Regions from separate parts of the Mus musculus genome. Here all the other regions are linked to region 6. The links are chromatin contacts, called in public promoter capture Hi-C maps. All regions are on one chromosome and are shown on one strand. The core of a region is the stretch at or near the end of the contact, and the rest is flanking DNA. Distances in the headings are between cores, read along the strand shown. Region 1 holds the start of Chst1 (carbohydrate sulfotransferase 1). Region 2 overlaps Gm13791 (a long non-coding RNA gene). Region 3 holds the start of Alkbh3 (alkB homolog 3, alpha-ketoglutarate-dependent dioxygenase). Region 4 overlaps Syt13 (synaptotagmin XIII). Region 5 holds the start of Hsd17b12 (hydroxysteroid (17-beta) dehydrogenase 12). Region 6 holds the start of Cd82 (CD82 antigen). Region 7 holds the start of Ttc17 (tetratricopeptide repeat domain 17).

Region 1 (2,844 bases), core at 8-2,507, 860 kb after region 6:
CCCATCAGGAAGTGGGTACTAGGAATGTAATCTTAAAAAGAGGCAGACCTGGAGTAGGGAGAGGTGACATGGTGAGGTACCTGAAATCAAGCCAAGGTGCCATCCTAGCAGGACCTTCCTTCCTCAGATAGCGTGGCCTTTTAACCCATAGATTCCAGCTAGGGCCACTGTCTACTGTTACTGTAAAGTCAAGCACCGTGTCCCTCCCTGGACCCCGAAAGAAGCTGACCACCCCATATCCTACTCAGAGAGGTGCTAGGATTGTTTTGGCCTCGCGTGGGGGGAAGCTCTGCACCGTCAGGCAGCCCTAGTCTCCTAAGGGCCCAGCCTATCACCAGCATAGTAGAAGCCGATACAAGACCGAGGCTATAAGCAAGAGGCCGGGACAGTGCTTTGCCTCAGGGTGTAAGCCTGGTTTGTAAAGTTAGAGGAGGCACGGGAACCTCAGGGTCTCTGGCAACCTCGGCCGCTCGGGTCTAGCAGGCTGTTGCATGATCAACCCGGAGCAGACACCCGAGCGGGTACCGCAGCAGCAGAACAGGAGCCCCGGGCAGACGTTTATCCCAAGTTTGCTGCCCTCACCAGAGGAGGAGGTCAGGAGCGATCGCGGAGCTCTCCGGAGGGCTACTAGCCCCAGCCAACCTCTCCCAGCGCCCAGCACTCTGCGGTCCCTAGCCACCGCCTCCGCGCACCGCCCAGAGACACCGGCCCTGAGCTAGGGGCGTCTCCCGCCGCGCCCGCGCCCCCGCCCCTCCCGGCTGTTGCGGTGCAGTCCGTTCCCGCCTGCCCCGGGGCCCGGGAGACCCGGCCGATACCTGGTGGCGGGCGCGCCGGGAGCCGCTGCAGCGCCCAGCGCTGGCTCCATCCTTAGTCTAGAGTCAGGCTCTCCGGGGGCCCGCGGGTGGTGGTGGCGGTGGAGGTGGCGGCGGCATCCTCCTCCTCCCGCGCCCTGCTCCTCGGCCTCCCTCCTCCCAAGCCTCTTCCTCCGCCTCCGCGCGTCCCTCACGGGCCCCTCTCCATGGCTCGGGGGCGCTAGCTCCGGGTGGCTCGCTCTGCACAGTGCCTTTTCCTGATGAGAGAGAGAGAGAGAGAGAGAGAGAGAGAGAGAGAGAGAGAGAGAGAGAGAGAGAGATCAGGGCCAGGCACCGGGACACCGAGCACTGCAGCCCCAGTCTCCGGAGGACAGCAGCAGCCTCGGAGGCCAGAGCCTCACGGAGTACCCTCCTTGCGTCTCGGAGTCAAAAGCAGCGGTGGTTGCTTCAGCGCCGAGCTAGCGGGTGGCAGGCGCTGCGGTCCCGGCTCCACCCCCAGCGCCGCCCGCCCCCTCTCCGCCCGACCCCGTCAGCGCGCGCCCTCCCGCCCCCCCCCCCCCCGCGCAGCCCAGGCCGGGAGCGCCGGGACACCCCCACTAGCAGGGCTCCGGAGCCAACCCACCGGCGGGCCGAGGCAGCCACACCCCCCACCCTCCACCCCGCACCCCCCACCCCCCACCCCCGAGTTGAGGAGGCCAAGCGGCAGCAGCACGGGTACCTCTTGGCCTGCCCTCTCCCCCTACACCCGCCCTAGCGAAGGCATGGCTCTATCTATGCAGCCAAAGCCTCTGGATACCCAAGTCTGGCTACAGCCCCAACCTGACCCTGGCTCCTTTCCCCAGCCAGGGCAATCAGAGACTCCCAAACCCAGAACTGAAGTCGATATTCCACTACATGCCCCTGCTTCTCTTCCATCACCCACAACTAAAGAAATGTTTCATTTGCCCCAGATCCTGTCATCCCCTTTCAGCAGGGGCTGGGTGGAGCTGGCCAGTTAGTCGGACACTAGAGTTCCTTTGCTAGAGGAAGCTTTCCATCCTGCCCAGCCCCTTCCTCCTAGGCTGCATCTGTCTTCCCAGGTAGTTACCAGTCCACAAGCTGCACTTGTGGGACCAGGACAGCGGCAAAGCCCTGGCACTACAGTGGTCCTTCGTTCTCTGCATAAATATCGACTGAGCATCTCCTGCATGTCAGAAGCACCGAACACTATAGCTAGTGACAAGAGAAACATACCCCTGAGCCCTCAGTGTGGCCTGGAGGAAAAATGAAGCCAGCAGAGGAATGCCTGTGGCCCTGAACTGAAGAGGAGGGAAAACCCACTTCTACCATTGGCCACCAAGGTGTCCATGCGCACAAACCCAGACCCCATCCTGACCTGTTTCCCATCTGAAGATGTGTAGGTACTTTGCAGGGCTCTGGACCAAAGGCAGTAGTAGACTTTGTCCAGAGTGGTAGCGATCGTCCAAAGGAGTGGGCTTCCATCTCCACCGTCTCTTACGTCTCCTAGAACACGATCTGTCCATCCGTCTGTCACTCCTGATACGGTGCAGAGAACAACGGGTTTTTTTTTTGTTTTGTTTTGTTTTTTAATGAGGTTATATTCACCTGGAAGTTCTCAGTGCAGAGGAGCCTTTGTGAGTCTGCTGTGTGACCATGTGATGCAGTCCTCCCCCACCCGTGCCTCAGTTTCCTCACGAGGAAAAATGGAGGTGCTTTTTCTTATCTCCTAGGGCAACAGCTCCCATGTTAGCTTGGGTGGATGCTTACTTGTTCGCTAAGAAGGGAATAACATAATGTCTAGGAGTCTCCCGGAGACCCCAAGGGGCATATCTTCAGAAAAGGCTTCACATGGAACCAGATGACGTGAAGACCTCTGCTCCAAGGGTCCCAGTAGGCCACATGGTCATTTGTCTTGGTTACAGTTGCCAACCCCTAACTATAAACTCCTGTCCCCCACCACCTCCTCAGAGAAGACAACTAACATCGCCTTTCCTGACATCCCTGATGCAGCAGCTCCAGCTGCAGCTGTACC
Region 2 (3,023 bases), core at 187-2,686, 580 kb after region 6:
TGGACCTGGGACAAGGGACTGAGGTGAATATTTTACATATGAAAGCAGACCAGACCTCCAAGTTATGCCAGCATTGGCAGTCCGTACCCTGCCCCAACCCCAGAACTTTCCAGCCCAGGGCCTGGGCTGCCCTTCCCTCAGAGGTTCTTCCCTGTATAATCCAGACATTTTGGAGACTCAACAGAAACAGACTGAAAATTATAAATAAATAAATAAACAAACAAACAAATAAATAACAAAAAAAAGAAAAGAAAAGAAAAAAGGAAAGAAAGAAAAGATTTGGGCTTGTAGCGAACCAAGCATGCAGCAGCTTTTATTCTGCCATTATTAAACATTACAATAAGGATCATAGCAAATCTGTTTTAAAGTATGCAGGAGGTAGGGTGTTTGGGGGTCACATGCAGCTCTTTTACAAGGAGCTTGTGTGTCTCAGATTTTCGTATCTGAGGGTTCCTGGGAACACACCCACCCCAGGTCATGAGAGACAGTGGCACTCAGAGAAAGGGTCTTTGTACTGTAGTTAAGCATCTTACATGCAGATTACATTGGGTTATCTAGGTGGACCCTGTGACAAGTATCCTTACAAAAGCCATAGAAGAGGCAAGTGGTCCTGGAAGATGGAGAGGGAGGAGCCAGCAGTGACTGGAGATAGAGGGGGAGGAGCCAGCAGTGACTGGAGATGGAGGGAGAGGAGCCTGCAGTGACTGGAGATGGAGAGGGAGGAGCCAGCAGTGACTGGAGATGGAGAGGGAGGAGCCAACAGTGACTGGAGATGGAGGGAGAGGAGCCAGCAGTGACTGGAGATGGAGGGGGAGGAGCCTGCAGTGACTGGAGATGGAGAGGGAGGAGCCTGCAGTGACTGGAGATAGGAGGGAGAGGAGCCAGCAGTGAGTGGAGATGGAGGGGGAGGAGCCTGCAGCGACTGGAATTTCTGTACAGGATCTACCGGCTGCCAAGAGGCAAGGAAGGAACTCTGCCAAGCTCCCAGTGAGAAGTGACCCTCACACAGGATCTTGGGCTTTTAGTCTTAGCTCTGCCCTTGTTGGGATAGTAAGGACAAGCTGACAGACTCAAATTCAAGTCCCCACTAGGGCCTTTCAGGACCCTATAGCCTTTGCTAAATCGTTTTAACCTCCAGGGCTTTAAGTAGTAATAGGCGTGAACAAACTCAGGCTCGTGGTGAGGATGCTGAGAGATCATGTCCCCGTTCAGACGTATAAGACCGCGTTCCAGGCACCGCAGTTACCCTGCCTCTGGCTCCTTAAGCATCTTTCTCAGTCTCGATCTAGCCCCTCACACTCTTCCTTTTGGAGTTCTTGTCCCAGCTGCTGGAAAGCCTAGGTACCTTTCATCCTTTGGCCTGGCTGGGGTGGGGGTAGGGGGTGCGGAAATCGCTAGTGCTCAAGCTTCTTCCTGCCCTCTCCTCTCCGCAGCCCTCCCCACAGTCACTTCCCATTGTTCCTGCACTTTACCAGACTGCAAGCTCTGTTGGGGGCAACCACATCTGAGCTGGAATTGGCTTAACGAATATCTAATTAACATTTGTTGATTTCATGGTTCCCTATAACTGGCTCTAGGGAAGAAACCTGATCCTGTGGTATTCTGGTTTTGTTTTGTTTTATTAGAAAAATAAGGATGTTGGAAATAAGGGGTGTTCTTCCTCTCAAACTTCCATCCTGTTCAGCAAAGCTAAGAATCAGCGAGTCGAGGCTCTGCTCATGTGGCCTCTTGCTGCCCCCTGGTGGGCAAGATGATAAATGGCACCTCATCATTTTCCCTTGTCTGTTTTGTACTCTGTTAAGAACACACAAAAAGCCACCCACTGAAGCAGAATAAAGCCAAAGAAAGGACAATATTCAGCAGTCAAAAGACCATGCTTTCTTTTCCATGACATGCTGTGGGTCACAGAGTTGTTCCGCATATCAGGAATGGTGATGGAGGGCCTGAGGCCACCACCTTAAAACTCCTTGGGTGAATCTGGTCTTAGGGCGGCTGTGCACAGCCTGTGTTCTTATCTGTGAATTGGGCATAGAAAGCATCCACCTCACAGACGTTTCAAGACTAAATGTGGCAAGGCACCTGACCTGTGGGAAATCCTTAGCAAAGGTCGGTACCCTTCTGGGCTTTCAATACATTTTGCATGAAGAGGCAGCAGCCACAGACACGGGGTATTTAGTACTCAGGTCTAGTTTCTGTTGTCATAAAGTACCCTTAAAATGCCACTTAAAGGAGAAGAGGTAGAGTTTTAGCTCACAATTCCAAGTTGTAGACCATAATACCAGGGAAGTCAAGGCAGGAACTTGAGTCATCTTCACAGTCAAGAGCAGAGAGAGCGTGATGCATGTCTGCTTGTCCATGTTCAGCTCCTTCTTATGCTTATACAACTTAGGGCCCCCTGCCTAGGGAATGGTGCCACCCACAGTAAGCTGGATCTGTCCCACACCAACTCCTGAAATCAAGACAATCCCTCCCAGATGTTAGCATTTCCTCTAGGCTCCGCCCCACAGTTACCTAGCAACAGCCAGGTATATAAGCTTGGAGCCAGGCATACAAGGGCTGTTCAGGCTTCTTTCTCTCTCCATCTTCTCCCCCGCCCCCCTACCTATTCTCTCTCTCTACCTATTCTCTCTCTTTCTCCCTATGTGTCCCTGGATGGCCTCTTCCCTTCTTTCTCTCTCCTCTCTTTTTCAGTCCTTCCCTGTCCCCCATTCTCTGCCTCAACCCCCTTTCCCCAGGTCCCATATAAATTCCCTTTTATATTAAGCCTGTCCTGTGTCTGACTCTTCAGAGGGAACACTTTGGCATGGGCCCGCCCAGGCACTTCATTTCACCACACCACTGTATGTTTTATAAAACACAACAACACACAAAAACATTTATGCATGTACACACATGCACAGGTGCGTGCATGCACACACACACACACCAACCTAATCTAGACAATCCTTCACTAAGACTCTCTTCCCAGATAATTCTGCATTGTGTTAGGTTAAAAAACTAGCACTATAGCACAGAGAAACAAG
Region 3 (2,946 bases), core at 6-2,505, 550 kb before region 6:
AGGGAAGCATCAGAGAAAGAGTAAGGGGACATCAAATGCTGGCAAAAGTCTGAAGTCCTAAAAGAAGCATGCTTACAGGAGGGACAGCAAGAAAGGTAAGCTATGGTTTTTGTTGTTGCTGCTGTTTTTAGTTTTTGTTGTTGTTTCTCTAGGTAATTTAGAAAAGCAGGAAGGCTTGGAACCGGCGTGGCCATGTTCCTTAAGTGACGGAGATAGAGGGTGGGAATCGGAGAAAGGAAGTACAGTGTCTCATTAAAGTACTAATAAGTCCACTTATCTCTTTAGTGTTACTTCAGGTAAGCCTACCTTCCTAGGGGTCATTCTTTGGCCAGGTGATTCTATTCTTTTGACGAGTGGGGATTTTTCTTAAGGAGCCTTTACCGATACCCTGACAGAATCAGGCTTATTTGAAAGATCTCCACAATGATTGTGTTTTGGTAAATTTTAGAGAATAATATTTGACAGAAAATAGTTGACTTGGTGCTACAGTCAGAGTTGTCAAATTATAAGAGACATGGCTTAACCTGATCTCTTTAAAGAAGCTTGTGAAGAGGTCAGATGCGTGAGAAGGCACTTTAGCTATCGTGAATTATTAGATTTCTATAGTGGTCCAGACGCTGCTGTCTCATTTAATCCCACTTAACAGGACCACTTAAAAAGTAAGCAATGCACTTGCCCCAAATGGTGGCATTGGAATGAAATTTAGACAGATCTGTGGACTCAAGTAAAGTTTCCTTAGCACTGAGGAACTCAGATAAATAAGGCATGCTCTCACGTCCCAGCGTAAATGCTGTGTAGAAAAGACGGGCGCGCTACGTTGAGAACAAAGCGCACCTTAGACTCTTCATGGTTTTCAAGGTAAGGAGAGAATTCTATAGCAGAACCCAGCATGTCCCAGTCCTCCCTACTCCCGGATCAGTACAAGTTCCGGGAGAGTGCGGTTGCCCTTTGCACAACAGACCTAAGATGCCAGCACTGGTTTCGGGAACTAGTTTCCTGAGGACCTAGGCCTAGGAGGCTCATCTTCATCCCCACATGTGCCCCTGACTCCAGTTCCCATTCCGACCATATTCCCTTCAGCGTCTCCACCCGGCCCTTTAGTTGCCAGGGATGCGGGGCAACCCGGACTCCGGGCTACCCACCGGAAGCGGAAGCGGTGGCAGTATGTCACCTAAGAGGAACTACGCGCAACGGAGGCCTGTGGTTGGACGTTGCAGGAGTTGGTGCCTCACTCTGAAGGTTCCCCGGCGTCCAGACGGCTGATTAGGGTCGTGTCGGGACCTCTGCTCAGGGCCCAGCCAGGTTGGTCCGGGGCGCCCAGCTCCTTCCTGGCTTGCTGGCCGCGAGCCGGGGGCAGGCGTGTGAGGACTGCCCGAGGGTCCGTTTCTGGGCCATCAGAAGGCTGTTAGCCATTTCTCTGTACCTCAGCCTCGAGGGCGGGACTGTCTCCTGCTTGAGGGAGAGGCCTGAGGTCAGACGGTGGCGTCCGCTGCCACGGGGTTTGCTGGCGGGACGGGATAGATCTGTGCATTCCAAGCAAGTTCCTGCACCTGCCAGAGCCCTTGTTCTTTTTAAGGTTTTCAGGCTTGGAGTTCCAGGGTGGCGGGACCTTTGTTAGGACCTATTAAGTTCTGGGACTCCTCGAACTGACAGCACTCAGGAAGTCTCAGACAGCACTCTGGAATTTCTGTTCACCACTTGCCTTAAACAAGTCACGTCAAGGTGAGCAGGTCAGAGGCCTTCACTGACCCCCACTAGTCTTATGCCTTTAGGTCTCCGAGAATATGATACACGAGGGTTTCCTTCACACATTCGGTAAGCCCGGAGAGTTGGATTTGATTGTGTCATTAACTTTTTGAGGGAATCGACATCTTCTCCAAGGCCCTACCTGGTAAATGATAAGCACTTGATGGGTTGTCGGTGATGAGACGGGGTCTCAGTATTTAGCTCAGGCCTCCTGGATGCTGGGATTACTGGTATGTGCCTGTAAACCATCATTTCTACGTCCTAAGGAGATTTAAGCAGAGCCCTGAGCTCTGTTGGATCGGAAGGTCTAGGAGACGAGGCCTGGGAACCTGTGGTGTAAGCAGTCATATGAGTGGACTGTCTTTGAGAGCTAGAAGCTTTCCTAGACTCATAAAGAAGTGGCTCGCAGGTTCCGAACATGTGACCTGACCCTTAAGAATTCTGTATTTGCTATAGGGTAACCTTTGGGCAAAATTATAGGGGGTTTGATTAGCTCAAGGCTGGAACCTGACAAGAGTTGAACTTTTCATCAGTATTGATTTCCTGAGTGTCTCTGTAAGTCACTAAACCTTCTGATCTCTATACATATTAGCATATCTTACCCTTTGCTGCTTGTTATAAACATAGAAATAGAGTCTTTCCTAAATTGTAGTTTTAAAAGTGGTACATGGATATTTTAGATTTTCATTTCAAACTTAATTTTAAAGTTGACAAATCATTGTTCTTATTTATGGTATTCTGTGACATTTTGATATATGCTTTTGATATAGAATGAATGCATCAAATTAATACATCTCTTACCTCGTATACCTTTTTGTGATGGAAATATTTAAAATCTACTCTTCATAACTGAGCTATCCAGTGATTTGGTTTTTTGTTTGTTTTTTTTTTTTTTTTTTTTTTTTTTTCGAGACAGTTTCTCTGTGTAGCCCTGGCTGTCCTGCTGTAGACCAGGCTGGCCTCGAACTCAGAAATTCGCCTGCCTCTGCCTCCCAAGTGCTGGGATTAAAGGCATGTGCCACCATTCCCAGCAGTGATTTGGTATTTATGGCCCTTGTTCTGTGCAGGAGGTCAGTAAAGCTTATTGTTATCCAAGTGAAACTTTGTACTTTGGATCCACAGTGTCCTTGCCCCCACCTAGCCCCCTTCCCTAGTCATAAGCAATCACATTCTACTCTTAGGGTTCAGCTTTCTTAAGTT
Region 4 (2,905 bases), core at 371-2,870, 510 kb after region 6:
CGCTCCCAAGCCCCACCCCCAAGCGCCCCCAAGCCCCACTCCCAGTGCCCTCAAGCCCCACCCCCAGCACCCCAAGCCCCACCCCCAGCGTCCCCAAGCCCCACCCCCAGCGCCCCCAAGCCCCACCACCATGTACTGATTTACAGTGCCCCCCATCAACTTCCTTCAGGAGTGTGAGCTGTTGCCAAGTCTTTTGAATGAAGCCCTCCCTGACCTGTGGCACAGCTTTTAGGCCCCAGATTTTGTCCTTTTTTTTCGGCTCAGTGAGAGGACACAGGGAGCCCATCCCCTACCCAAACACTGAGGTCACTGGTAAGTGGTCACAGAGCCCTTTACCTCCTTCAGTCAAACTGGCAGGAGCCCAGCTGTGGATAGTGGAGCCCTGCTGTGTGCTCTGAGCACACCCTCTGCCTCAGAGCATGCCTGTCATCCAGGACAAATGTCTCTACCATGACCCCAACAGCTCATTCTTCCCAGGGGATCCTTTAGAAACTATCCTATGCCCTTGAGGGAGGATCCAGGTCTCTACCCTAATTGCTTCCCTTCTGCTCCTCTAATTTTTCTCCTCTTCTGTTTCTAATTTTAAGAATTGGGGAACCTGCAGGCCATTACCTCATGATGGGAACTGAACCCCCAAAGCAGTAGCAATACCCCTATAGAGAAGTGAGATAACCTCACCCACACCTTTGTGCCCACAATTATCCTGCCTCTGCCATCTCAGGGCTACTTCAGGACAGGAAGGCAGACAGCTTTCTTAAGCAGTGGGGAAACAAGCTTTCCTGCTCTGCCTCCATTCCTGTCCATGCTAATTGGACCCTTGAGGCAGCTTGTGGTCTATCCCGGTCTGTTGAGATGCCCAGAGGAAGGCCTTGGCCTTGAGATTTCAGTAGAAGTTTAATTAGATATAGATAGCTAGTCACATGACAAATTGATCTGGGAGTGCCGGGGACTCTTGGTGTGACAAGAGAGCAGACAGCCATGGTCTATTAAACACGAACACTCTGCTCCACCCAATTGTGTTGCCTGTCCCCGCAGACTGCAGGTTCATTCCACAGCCCTGGCACTGGGCATGCACTGGATACAAAATACATGTTTGCCAGAAATTTTGCAGACATCTCTCTTAATCTTGGCCGTGACCTTGGGAAGGGAACTGAAGTTCTCATTCTCCTTGGGAGAACCAGGTGGGAGCTACCTCCTGGGTCAGCAGCTATGACACAGCAAATCTGAAGCTATGACACAGCAAATCTGAGACTCCCGTGGAATCTGCTCTAAGTCCCAGTCACTGCTCCAGCTTCCTAGGTGAATGTCCTCTTGTTCTCATGTCACAGTGGAGGCAGTGAGGTCTGGGGATAGGTGACAAACACATAGCCTGGGAGCAGCAGAGCCGTCAAGGTCACCTATCAGAGTGACACAGCTGTCCTGGGCCACTGTTAAAAATGACCAGGCCTGAGCCCTCTGCCCTCCACCCCTCAGCAGGTCTGCACTCTTGACGCACGTGAGAGTGAAAACCAGGACCAGCCATGTGGATGTCATCACACAAGAGAACTGCAGCCACACCTGGCCCTAGTCTCAAAGCACCACAAAGGAAAAAAAAAAAAAAAACGAGGCTTCCCCCCCTCCCTCTTCCTGTCTCACGCTACCGCCTTTTCTCTTAGATGCTCAGTGAATCACTCCAGGCTGCCCTCAGAGTGGGGTGCTCCGTTGTCCCAAATGACGCACATGCCACTTTTGGCTAAATGTCTTCCGGCAGGAATTGGGGCATTGCTGCCGCCTCTGTTAACCCATTCAAGCCCAAAAAGGAACAAAACTAAACAAAAACATCTGGTTTGCAGAGACTGCAGACTCTCTTATCAGCTTTAAATCAGCTCTCAGTCTGCATCTGGGTGGGGTTCCTGACCTGGCCAGGAGCTGAATGGCTCCTGCACACCACTACCCGGAGGGAAAGAGATGCTCCTGGCTAGCTCTGGAGTAGTGACAGCTGCAGCAAGTGATGACAGTAAGATGGATGAGCCTGAGGACAGGGCTCCAGCTGCAGCTGTGGCTTACTGCCTGGGACACAGCAGGGGTTGGGCGAGGTGCTTAGGAATGAGCGATTATTGTCTTCCAGGGGATAGACAGCAACAGGCAAGATACTCAGGATTCTGTCTCAGTGAGGTGGATTTCAGCCCTTCTGGGGTCATTCCAAAAGCACCCAAGCCTGGTAGGGGGACCTTCTAAGCTCCAGAGAGGATAAGCTTATTAGTTTAAGAAGCCCACATGTCTTCTCTCCCACCAGGGACCCTGTGTGTGACTCCACATACCACATAGTCATTAGAAAGTGGGCTTTGAGACATCAGGTCTCAAAGGGTGGCTGTGGTTTTTCCTCTCAATTTTCCAAGCGGAGAAAAGACAGAGAAACAGGGCTCAGGAGAAACGATGAGCCAAAGAGAAGCCGGAGAGGAGAGGAATCTGCTCTGCCTCCTACAGTCCAGGCTTGAATAGAAAAGACGCCTGTCCATCACCTCCTCTGGCATGTGCAGGGCAGTTTGAAAAAGCACCCAGGATGAGAAAGGACATGCCGTCGAGGCTGAGCTATCTGCCCCGCTGGTCTGCTGATGCTGTGTGGATTTCTAATCAGGTCAGCCTCAGTTCCCCTATGTGTGCAGAGAGGGTGGTAACAGTGTTGCCCTTACCTGTCTGGTTTGGAAGTGATGATGATGATGGTGGTGGTGGTGGTGGTGGTGACAACCATGACTACTACTACTACTGCTGATACTATTACTACTATTCAGATAGATGACTTCCTAAGCCAAGCCACTTAGATGGGGCACACAGAAATAGTGTCCCAATGGGCAGATTGGCAACTTGCTTTATCCAGAAAGGTAATGGGAAAGGCTTGCAACTTTGTGGGTCTTTCAAGCTGGTC
Region 5 (2,707 bases), core at 167-2,666, 700 kb before region 6:
CCTCTAAGTAGAGCCTGAACAGCGACTCCATTTGTTTACTTTATGTCTGTCTCCCTGTCCGCTGAAGTACTTCCATGCTCTTCCAGAGATCAGATTTTTGTGTCCCCTTAAAGCTTCCCTTCAGGGCAGGGGAGATTGCTTGGTGGGTAAAGTATTTGCTGCTCAAGCATAAGGCCTGTTTTCAGAGTCAGGGCCACAGCTTGTGCATCAACAAGTGAGTTTCGGTCACCTGTCCTTCCTAAGTCAGCTAAAACAGTCAAATTAATAGTGCAGAACAGCAGGAAAAGAAAAGAATAAAAAAAGATTTGGGAAAAGTTATAAAGAGACCCAGTACCTTCCACCAAAGCCATGTTTTAGGTTCTGATGTGCAGTTATGGTTTAAGAATGGGCCAGAGTAACATAAATCTAAGCAAGTCAAAGTGTGGTCCAGCCAGCTCACCACTGGCCCCTCATTGCCTCCCCTGTAAGGTGTTCTGGAAGTGTTTGCCCACGTTTTAGGTTTTCTTTTATCCCAGCATGAAGTCCCTTGATGGGGGTGAATCGGTTCCTGTTTTGATTTTATTGTTTTGATTGTCTTACAGTAAAAAGTATAGGACACAAATATCTCTTTAATATCCTCCCACAAAACAAAAATAAAATGATTTTGGTTTTTACTGGACCAGGTCCAATAAAAAAATTTGAGTTTCCCAGAATTGCTCCATAAGCTCTGTTCTTGTAGGATACTTTTCATTCATCTTACAACTGTTAACGCTACTACACAGTAGAGTTTTCTGGAATTCCGAATTATTGGGAACAAGTATAAAGTTCATTGTGGGAGCTAAGGCAGTCATTCAAAAAAATGGAGCGAAAGCGTGCTCTGCAGACAAAGGGGAACCGTAAACCTTCATCTGAAAAGTCTGAGGAATTAACAATCCGAAAGCGGTTATTACTAAGACGTAATCACAAGCACTACTCCAGCTCCTCCCGGACTTCTACTATATTCTTCCCTTTCCGGTTCCATTCCTTCCTGAAATGTGAGCTAAACCCAGTTAGGTATCACTGGCCAATCAGCGCGCAGCCTTCCGCAGTCGTAAGGGCCGCCTCTGCCAATGAGAGATCCCTGCGCTTCGGTGGTGCGAGGTAAAGCTTGTGGGCGGAGCCAAACGTTGAGCGGCTTGTGAGCGAGCCACTGTCTTAATACGGAAATGCGGCTCTGAGCGCGCCGAAGGGGATTGTGGGCGGGGCTACGAAACGAAGGCTAACCAATAGGAGACATAGTACGCTTACAGGAAAGAGAAGTCACCAATAGACACATGGATATGACTATGTAGGCGGGTCTTAGACCTAAAGCGTTCAAAAAATCACGTCTATTCGCTGCGTCTTCGCCGTCACGGCGGCACCGCCTCCTCGTCCCATTCATTCTTTTTTTTTTTTTCCTTCCCCATTCACCGTAGTAGTGAGGCCTAGTCACGAGCCATGGAGTGCGCTCCCCCGGCGGCCGGCTTCCTGTACTGGGTGGGCGCGAGCACCATTGCCTACCTGGCCCTGCGAGCCTCGTACTCGCTCTTCAGGGCCTTCCAGGTGTGGTGCGTGGGCAACGAGGCCTTGGTCGGTCCGCGACTCGGAGAATGGGCAGGTGAGTGGAACCACAAGCCGCGACCACGCTGTGGCCCTTGTTCCCCTGTCGCTCGCGCTCAGCGAGCCCGCTCTGGAGCGCGGAAACTTCTCCAGACCCTGAGCGCACTGGCGGGGTGGGTGATCTGACCTGCTGCTGCCTGGTGGGCACGGAGGAGACCTTTCTTAACTCCCCGGACTTGTCCTGTTGGAGCCCTCCTGGGCAGGCGGCCGGAGTCAGGCGCATTGTCCGCTGTGTCCCTTGCAGTGTTTATTTATTTTTTAAAATAAAGTTTTTCACTTGGCTTGAAAACTGGCCCTGTGCTATGGATGAGAGCATAGGTGAAGATAGGAAGAAGGGTTGCAGGGACAACGATTTCAGAAGTTAGGATCTTGGGAAACTTGATTCTCCAGTTACTTGAATTGGGTTTGTTTCATGTAATTTAACAAGTCCTTTTGGGGAGGGGGGAGGTGGAGGCGGTGTCGGAGGAAATCTTGGTAAATTATTCTGGAGTTTCAATGACTAAGAAGCGCTGTTCTGGGAAAACAAAGTCTTCCTATCGTATTCAGTACTTTTTGCAAGAGTTTGCGGAAAATGTCTTTACAAAAAGTGACCAAAACACGCGAACCTTCTTCTTTTCAGTTGACAGATTTTAAAAATGAGAACGAAGGTCGTATCAGAGAAGTTGAGAAAATCCTAGTTCAGCCCTCTCACCTTTGTTTCTATTTTTTGAGAGAAGGGCTTTAAAACAAACACCCATGTAATCATGATGTATGTGTGGCTCTCTGGTGTTTTGTAACTCACTGTTCACGACTCAAACATTTTATAGAATATTGGGGTGCGGTTGCCTACGGACTAAACACAGGACAGAAATCATGTTACTTTTCAGGTTTGTTCTGTTCATTAAAGAACATTTAAACGACTTAGAAAAGACATGACAGTTAATCTTTTGGGACAACACCCTAATAATAGGAGAAAATATTTCAAGTAGAAATGAGTTTGTGAGCCCCTTTCCTTGATGTGGGGCAAACAGTGATTTTATACAACTTTCCAAAATCACTTTTCATAGTCCCTGGGGGAAAAAGTGCTCGCTGTGATTAAGATTCAGATGAT
Region 6 (2,739 bases), core at 80-2,579:
TGTTTCTGGGTGCCTCAAACCCCAAACATGAACCTAACAAGTTCCCAGGCAGCGATGGGGCTTCTAGGGTGAGAACAGCTTTGAGAACCACTGGGCAGCCTTGCATCCAGCGCCCCACTGGTAAAGCAAGCACATCCACACCCTCCCCTCAGAGGCTTGTACTGCTATGCCAGTGAGATGTGTTGCTAAAGAACTTCAGCAGTTCACAGGTTAATGGCCCTGCTTGTTAACCTGGTAACCTGCCTGAGGCAGATCCATGGTCTGTAGTGCATTGTGATGTGTCAGACATCTGGAGATCTTTGGCAGACCACTTTCTCAAAGAAGAAGCCAGCCATGGAGGTCTCAGGCCCTCTGCCCTCTCCTGCCACCCCTTCACCAGCCTGCTGTACCACAGCTGGCTGGCCTGGGCCACTTCTTCAAGGACCAAAATCCAGAAAAGCTAGGACAAGTATTAAGTATGATTCGAGACGTTGGAATGGTTCACGAACGACTCTGCTGTTAGACTCTAGCCCACGACTTCCCCTCTCTAAAGCTTGGGCTGTGCATCTGTAAAATGGGTGCAAATAATAAAATGGGTACAAATAAAGTAGCCCAGGAGTGGTAGGGACTGAAGAGCAGAGTTTTAACAGCTGTTGGCTTTCATCCTGTCTTTGAGCAAAAGTTCAACCACTGGTAGCTGTTAGTATTTTCAGAAAGTGCTTGGCTCCAGCCGCCTCCACACGGAGACCTGGTCTTGGAACGCGAACGCTCCCACGCCATTCCCGGGTTGCACCAGGATACGCCCGTCCTAGAATGCCAGCGTCGGGGCCCCAGGCTTATAGCCCTGAGCCAGGTTGCTAAGGGGAACAGGCTCGGGGCGGAGCAGAGAATCCCCCGGGAAGGGCGGAGCCGGGGAGTTGCCTCCCAGTTGGAGGCCTAAGGGTGAGCCCCTGGGGAAAGTGATGGACTCAAAGGGGTGAACAGGAGGGCTTCAGAGGACCGCCAGCGGCATAGTTGGGAAGTGGGAAGGATGGGGGAGACCATAGGGGGTGAGACTCCGCAAGGCTGGAAGAGACTGGAGCGGCAGACTTGGGGTCCCAGGTCGGCCTTATCCCCTGGAGGCCCAAAGCAGGCGGAGCAAGGCGCGTACGTGGCCTCGCCTCTAATCTGGAGCTGGAACCAGGCTGCAGGGCTGGGCAGAGCTGGAGGGTTGGCAAAGGGTAGCCAGCTCAGTGTTGTGCTAAGGGGTGTGGCCGTTTGATTGAACCGGGAGGCTGTGGTGGGCGGAGCCTGGTGCTACCTCCCGCAGGGCCCAGAGGGGAACTGTATAGGGGGCGTGTCAAGGGCGTGGTCTTGGGGGGCGTGGCGTGGCCTGACAAGGCCGTTGAGCTTCTGGACTGACTTCGGGAGGGGGTGGCGGGGGAAAACGGAGGGACAGAGCCAAGCTGCGCAGTCAGACTCGGGTTGGGGCGCCAGCTGAAGACGCGGGACTTAAAGCGCGTAGCCAGAACCCAGGCACCAGGTAAGAGAAGCCTGGGGGAGGGGACAGGATAATCGGAAGCAAACTTAGCTTTGTCCGGATTTCCTAGCAGGACCCATTCCGCCAAGCCCGTGGGGCCCGCTTGGCAACAGGTAACAGGCTGGAGCACTTAGTAGCTGAGAAGGGTCGTTCACCTCCGAGTCCCGAACTCCCTAGTTCTGGCTGCCCCACACACCAGCCCTGTGGCCCCGGGCCTGTCCCTGCCCCTAGTCCAGATCTCCTCCGGTTCCAGAAGGAGGAAGTTGATTGAGATGAGCTTCCGAGCGGAATGTGAGGGCTAACAGGTGACAGTCACAGTGGTGTGTGAGTACACTCGCTTTCAGATTGCGTAGCTAGACCTCAGCGACTTCCGCAAAATGTCACTGAGAGAAACGATTTAAGTTGCCCTGGGTTATTGGAAGGAACTCCAAATCCAAAGCAAGGCAGTTTCCGTTCTTTTCCTCCTTCCACGTTCTGAGCGCACCACTGAACTGGGTGGACTTAAGAGTGGAAACCTAGCCAAACTTTTCCAGGTGAGCTGGTTTGGAAGAGGAGCCTGGAGGGATAGCAGCAGAAGAAACTCTCTCTTGGGGTGCATAGGGAGAAGAAGGGGAAACCCTTCCAAACCTGCTCAGAATCTAGCCAAACCCAAGAGAGCTCCTTGCTGTGCCAGGGATTAGGTATTTGTGCAGAAGGGGCTCCACTTCTGATGGTGGGGTGTGTCCTGGGTCCTGGCTGTGCCAAGGATTTAGGCTTTGGGATTCAGCCTAATTGGATTCCACTCCCCTCCAAACCTTAGTTTCCTCATCTGTAACTTGGGGAGCAATGGCCAAACAGTAGTAGCAAGAATTAAGTGAAACTATGTGTACCATGCCTGACAGGCCATTGGGTGCCCAGAAGCCTCACTTCAAAGCTCCTGAGATGTCAGTGAGCAGGTGGTGTGCTGTCTTCCTTCTGGGAAATGAACCCATCTTTGGGGTTTGGCTTGGTTTGGAAGGCTTGTGGGTAACTGCAGCTGTCCCATCCCTGACCTCATCAGAGTCAGAAACTGACACCAGCCATCAACGTCATCTTGTTCTTTTGTGGGTCAGGAAATGTGTTACCTAGACAAAGGAGGGCCTGAGTCCCTAACATAGCTTGGAGATGATGGGTATTGAATTTAAACGACCCCCACCCCCTTGTAAAAAAAACTGCTTAATGAGTCCATGGGCCTAGCATTATCCTCATCCTGAGGTGCTATG
Region 7 (2,800 bases), core at 99-2,598, 940 kb before region 6:
CCTAACACTGCTTCCAGGGAAGAGCAGGAAGTGCTCTTCAGCCCTGAGCCATCTTTGTAGCCCCAAGCCATCTCTCCAGCCCCAAGATATACCTTTTTAATAAAACGAATGTTCATTACACGGGTACTTTTAAGAAAAGCTGCCTAGTGAGCTGGGCCTGATGGTTCATGCCTGTATCCAGCATCAGGTGGTTGACACAGGTGGACTTAAAGGCCTGCCTGGGCTAAATAAATTCCAGGCAATTCAGGCTGCAAATGGGACTTCATTTCAAAAACAAAACAAACAAAATCAACAAAACCAAACTGCTCTCAGAAGAATTACAATGCCATAGCACAGTCTCTGTTCCCATAACATGAGGCAGACATTTGTTTCCTGCAACACATCTATGTAGGTGGCAGGGCACAATTTTTTTTTTTCTCAACAGAAAAAAAAAAAAGCATAACAGCTTTGTTACAAGATGATACGCCCACCATACTAGTAGGCCGACCTGAAATACCTATAATAACATACATTGGCAGAGCCTGGAACCTAAGCTGGTTAACAGCTACTGTACCTGTTGGTAGTGCGCCTCTTAAGTTTCAATATGCAAATCAATCACCTGAGACTTCTTTAAAACATACTCATAATGGCTGAGTCTACCCTCGGGGAAGGGAAGCCGCAGTGCTTACATATTTAATACAGTCCCCTCCCCGGAGATGCCACTATCTGGGTTCTACACCTAGGTCTTTAACTTAGACTAGAGCTGCCCACCAAAGTCCACAAGACACGTGGTGCTGCTGCTGTAAGACCCAAAAATCTGGCCACACTGGATGTAAGTGGTCTGTAAGGACACATCGCTTTCTAAATTTCGGAAGAAAAAGTATGCCGATCACATATACATAACTTGTAATGAGCTGATATTTTGTATTTGATAACGAGCTATTTTTTTAATTCGATGTGTGACATGCATTACACAGTACGACTGCGCCGCTTAACACTCCATTACGAGACTTATTAAAAAAAAAAAAAAAAGCCTCTCTCAGATAGTTGAAAAGTATAACTTTTATTGCCCTACCAGAAACAATACTTACTTTTTAAAAAGACCTTCACCGTCTTCTCACTTCTGCTCAAGCTCCACCTAGTTTTATTATCTCCCCTCCGATTCCCACGCTTGGGGATCTTATAGCCTCCAGAAAAACGATAACTAGAAAGCCGTTTCCAGCCCTGAGGTGTGGCAGGACCGGCTTCCCCGACCGAGAGTAAAGGGACCGGTATCGTCTCCGAGGCACTCCGCGGGCTCCTCCTCCAGTTCCAGAGGCGACCTCCCCAAGATGGCGGACCGCAAGGAGTCGCTTCCGCTTCCGGTGTGAGCAGCCCGGCCGGGGGGGCAAGATGGCGGCGGCAATAGGGGTCCGCGGCCGGTTCGAGCTGCTACCTCGCTCCGGCCCGGGTTGGCTTCTCAGCCTTTCCGCTTTGCTGAGCGTGGTGGCTCGAGGGGCCTTGGCCACTACGCACTGGGTCGTCACGGAGGACGGGAAGATCCAACAGCAGGTAGCGGCCAGGGTGCCCCCTCTCTGCCCGCGCCCGATCAGGGGGAATCCCGGAGCCGGGCCCCTGGGTGGCTCCGCGCGGCCCCGCCCCCAGCTTGGCTTCCCACGGTCCCGGCCCACGGGCCGAGGCTTCCTGCGCTCCGACCTGGCGCCGCCCCCTCCCCTCTGGTCCCCTCGCCCCGGCTCCGCCGTGGGGAACTTCTCAGCCTTCCACCTTGGGGCCGCGCGCCGTCCCGGAACCGACCCCGGGGAGCTGAGACTTGAGCTCCCGGGTTAGGAGTCACGGATTCATCATTAGTTCTGCCTTTGGAGCCGCTGGACCAGGACCCGCGCGCCACCACCTCTCCCCGAGGAAGTAGAAAGCAGGTGGCAGTGCCGGGGAGTGTGCGCGTCCCAGGCCGGTGACAGCCAGGGTGGCATTAGTGAATGGATGGATCTTTTAATGCGCCTCCTCCAGCCTTGTCTCCCACTGATGGGATTTGTTTCGCGATGTGGTGGTTTGAGGCTGTGCCGTTAGCCAGGTCATTAGGGGCTCTTTAAAGACAACCCATTCTTGCTCCTTCTGAAGGAATGCCAGAAGATGCATGCCTCTGGTGGCGGTGCCCGCATCATTCAGTTCTTAAGTGCCCTCATTTCCCGGTGTATTTTACATTGCTTCCTAGTTCCTTTGACCCAGCCCGGCACTCAGCATTTGCAGTTTACTAGATTACCTATGCTTGAACTGATTTCTCAGAGGAGTGACCGCTTTTCTTATATAACTTTCTGATGCCTGCATCTGCATTTGCTTTCATACTGCTGATGCTTTAAGGACTGCGTGTGTGTGTGTGTGTGTGTGTGCGTGTGTGTGTGTGTGTGTGTGTGTGTGTGTGTGTGCGCGCGTGCTCGCGCGCGTGCTTCACCACAGAATCTTGTAAACTTAATGACTTCCAGCGCTTGACAACAATCAGGAAATGTCCAGGAGCCATTTAAAAAGTGAAGTGTGTACCCCTTGCAATTTAAGCATACTGACTCATGTTTTAACCAAAGGCGAGAGAGAGAAACTGATCCTTTTGATTAACTGTAGAAACACATCGCATGGTTTATATTTAAGATGAGACATTTCACAATGCAGCAAACCTAAACAAAATTTTTAAAATGCCCACACTTTGTGTTTCCAGTGTACTCTTTCCTCGAGTGTATTTATATCAAACTCCCGATTTAAAGGATTTCTTTTTCATGGATATTAAGTTCAAGATCCAAGTTAATTTTCATTAGCCTCCAACTGAGAGTTT

What was found. Promoter capture Hi-C pulls out the DNA fragments that hold promoters and counts their contacts.
Region 1: a promoter capture Hi-C map of cranial neural crest shows a contact between it and region 6. The contact joins the promoter of Chst1 here to the promoter of Cd82 in region 6. A contact is called at or near these places in 6 of 39 promoter capture datasets (the 3T3-L1 cell line, cranial neural crest, embryonic stem cells and 2 more) and 1 of 484 Hi-C or Micro-C datasets (B cells).
Region 2: a promoter capture Hi-C map of the 3T3-L1 cell line shows a contact between it and region 6, with 5 times the contacts expected there. The contact joins the enhancer-like site here to the promoter of Cd82 in region 6. A contact is called at or near these places in 9 of 39 promoter capture datasets (the 3T3-L1 cell line, 3T3-L1-derived adipocytes, cranial neural crest and 5 more), 2 of 15 datasets of contacts at CTCF or cohesin (large pre-B cells and pro-B cells), 15 of 484 Hi-C or Micro-C datasets (CD4 T cells, the HL-1 cell line, the N1E-115 cell line and 11 more), 3 of 115 datasets of contacts at active chromatin or transcription factors (embryonic stem cells, fibro-adipogenic progenitors and forebrain) and 1 of 9 other capture datasets (embryonic stem cells).
Region 3: a contact with region 6 is called in a promoter capture Hi-C map of embryonic stem cells, with 3 times the contacts expected there. The contact joins the promoter of Alkbh3 here to the promoter of Cd82 in region 6. A contact is called at or near these places in 11 of 39 promoter capture datasets (the 3T3-L1 cell line, the HPC-7 cell line, HPC-7-derived erythroid cells and 5 more), 9 of 484 Hi-C or Micro-C datasets (the HPC-7 cell line, the N1E-115 cell line, cerebellum and 5 more), 3 of 115 datasets of contacts at active chromatin or transcription factors (astrocytes, embryonic stem cells and memory CD8 T cells) and 1 of 9 other capture datasets (adipose tissue).
Region 4: a contact with region 6 is called in a promoter capture Hi-C map of hippocampal neurons, with 2.3 times the contacts expected there. The contact joins the enhancer-like site here to the promoter of Cd82 in region 6. A contact is called at or near these places in 8 of 39 promoter capture datasets (the 3T3-L1 cell line, the HPC-7 cell line, HPC-7-derived erythroid cells and 4 more), 1 of 15 datasets of contacts at CTCF or cohesin (large pre-B cells), 1 of 484 Hi-C or Micro-C datasets (the C2C12 cell line), 2 of 115 datasets of contacts at active chromatin or transcription factors (T-cell acute lymphoblastic leukemia and double positive thymocytes) and 1 of 9 other capture datasets (adipose tissue).
Region 5: a promoter capture Hi-C map of pre-B cells shows a contact between it and region 6. The contact joins the promoter of Hsd17b12 here to the promoter of Cd82 in region 6. A contact is called at or near these places in 5 of 39 promoter capture datasets (the C10 cell line, liver, neutrophils and 1 more), 2 of 484 Hi-C or Micro-C datasets (liver and muscle stem cells) and 1 of 115 datasets of contacts at active chromatin or transcription factors (thymic regulatory T cells).
Region 7: a contact with region 6 is called in a promoter capture Hi-C map of pre-B cells. The contact joins the promoter of Ttc17 here to the promoter of Cd82 in region 6. A contact is called at or near these places in 1 of 39 promoter capture datasets (pre-B cells) and 3 of 115 datasets of contacts at active chromatin or transcription factors (CD4 single positive thymocytes, bone marrow-derived macrophages and memory CD8 T cells).

What each region holds. Positions count from the first base shown.
Region 1 is chr2:92,598,120-92,600,963 of GRCm38.p6, reverse strand. Chst1 (carbohydrate sulfotransferase 1) reads right to left here and starts at 1,257. Exons shown (of 3, transcript NM_023850.2): 1 at 816-1,257.
Region 2 is chr2:92,881,909-92,884,931 of GRCm38.p6, reverse strand. All of the region lies in intron 2 of Gm13791 (a long non-coding RNA gene), which reads left to right. Among named protein-coding and RNA genes, the nearest start is that of Syt13, 32 kb to the left of the region's middle. Within about 2 kb of position 1,436, at least 33 of the 459 cell types and tissues checked have an H3K27ac peak or open chromatin away from gene starts, as enhancers often do. A contact at or near this core is called in stem cell-derived neural stem cells, where this site is marked.
Region 3 is chr2:94,009,039-94,011,984 of GRCm38.p6, reverse strand. Alkbh3 (alkB homolog 3, alpha-ketoglutarate-dependent dioxygenase) reads left to right here and starts at 1,255. Exons shown (of 10, transcript NM_026944.1): 1 at 1,255-1,302.
Region 4 is chr2:92,947,191-92,950,095 of GRCm38.p6, reverse strand. The region is part of intron 4 of Syt13 (synaptotagmin XIII); the gene reads right to left. Among named protein-coding and RNA genes, the nearest start is that of Gm13791, 29 kb to the right of the region's middle. Within about 2 kb of position 1,620, at least 109 of the 459 cell types and tissues checked have an H3K27ac peak or open chromatin away from gene starts, as enhancers often do. A contact at or near this core is called in the C2C12 cell line, T-cell acute lymphoblastic leukemia, double positive thymocytes and 1 more, where this site is marked.
Region 5 is chr2:94,156,618-94,159,324 of GRCm38.p6, reverse strand. It overlaps Hsd17b12 (hydroxysteroid (17-beta) dehydrogenase 12), which reads left to right and starts at 1,416. Exons shown (of 11, transcript NM_019657.4): 1 at 1,416-1,615. The coding sequence starts at 1,456. It overlaps Gm39885 (a long non-coding RNA gene), which reads right to left and starts at 1,161. Exons shown (of 3, transcript XR_866573.3): 1 at 1-1,161.
Region 6 is chr2:93,461,092-93,463,830 of GRCm38.p6, reverse strand. Cd82 (CD82 antigen) reads left to right here and starts at 1,329. Exons shown (of 10, transcript NM_007656.5): 1 at 1,329-1,501. All of the region lies in intron 2 of Gm10804 (predicted gene 10804), which reads right to left.
Region 7 is chr2:94,405,237-94,408,036 of GRCm38.p6, reverse strand. It overlaps Ttc17 (tetratricopeptide repeat domain 17), which reads left to right and starts at 1,348. Exons shown (of 25, transcript NM_183106.2): 1 at 1,348-1,530. The coding sequence starts at 1,372. 2810002D19Rik (RIKEN cDNA 2810002D19 gene) reads right to left here and starts at 1,330. Exons shown (of 2, transcript NR_027831.1): 1 at 1,071-1,330.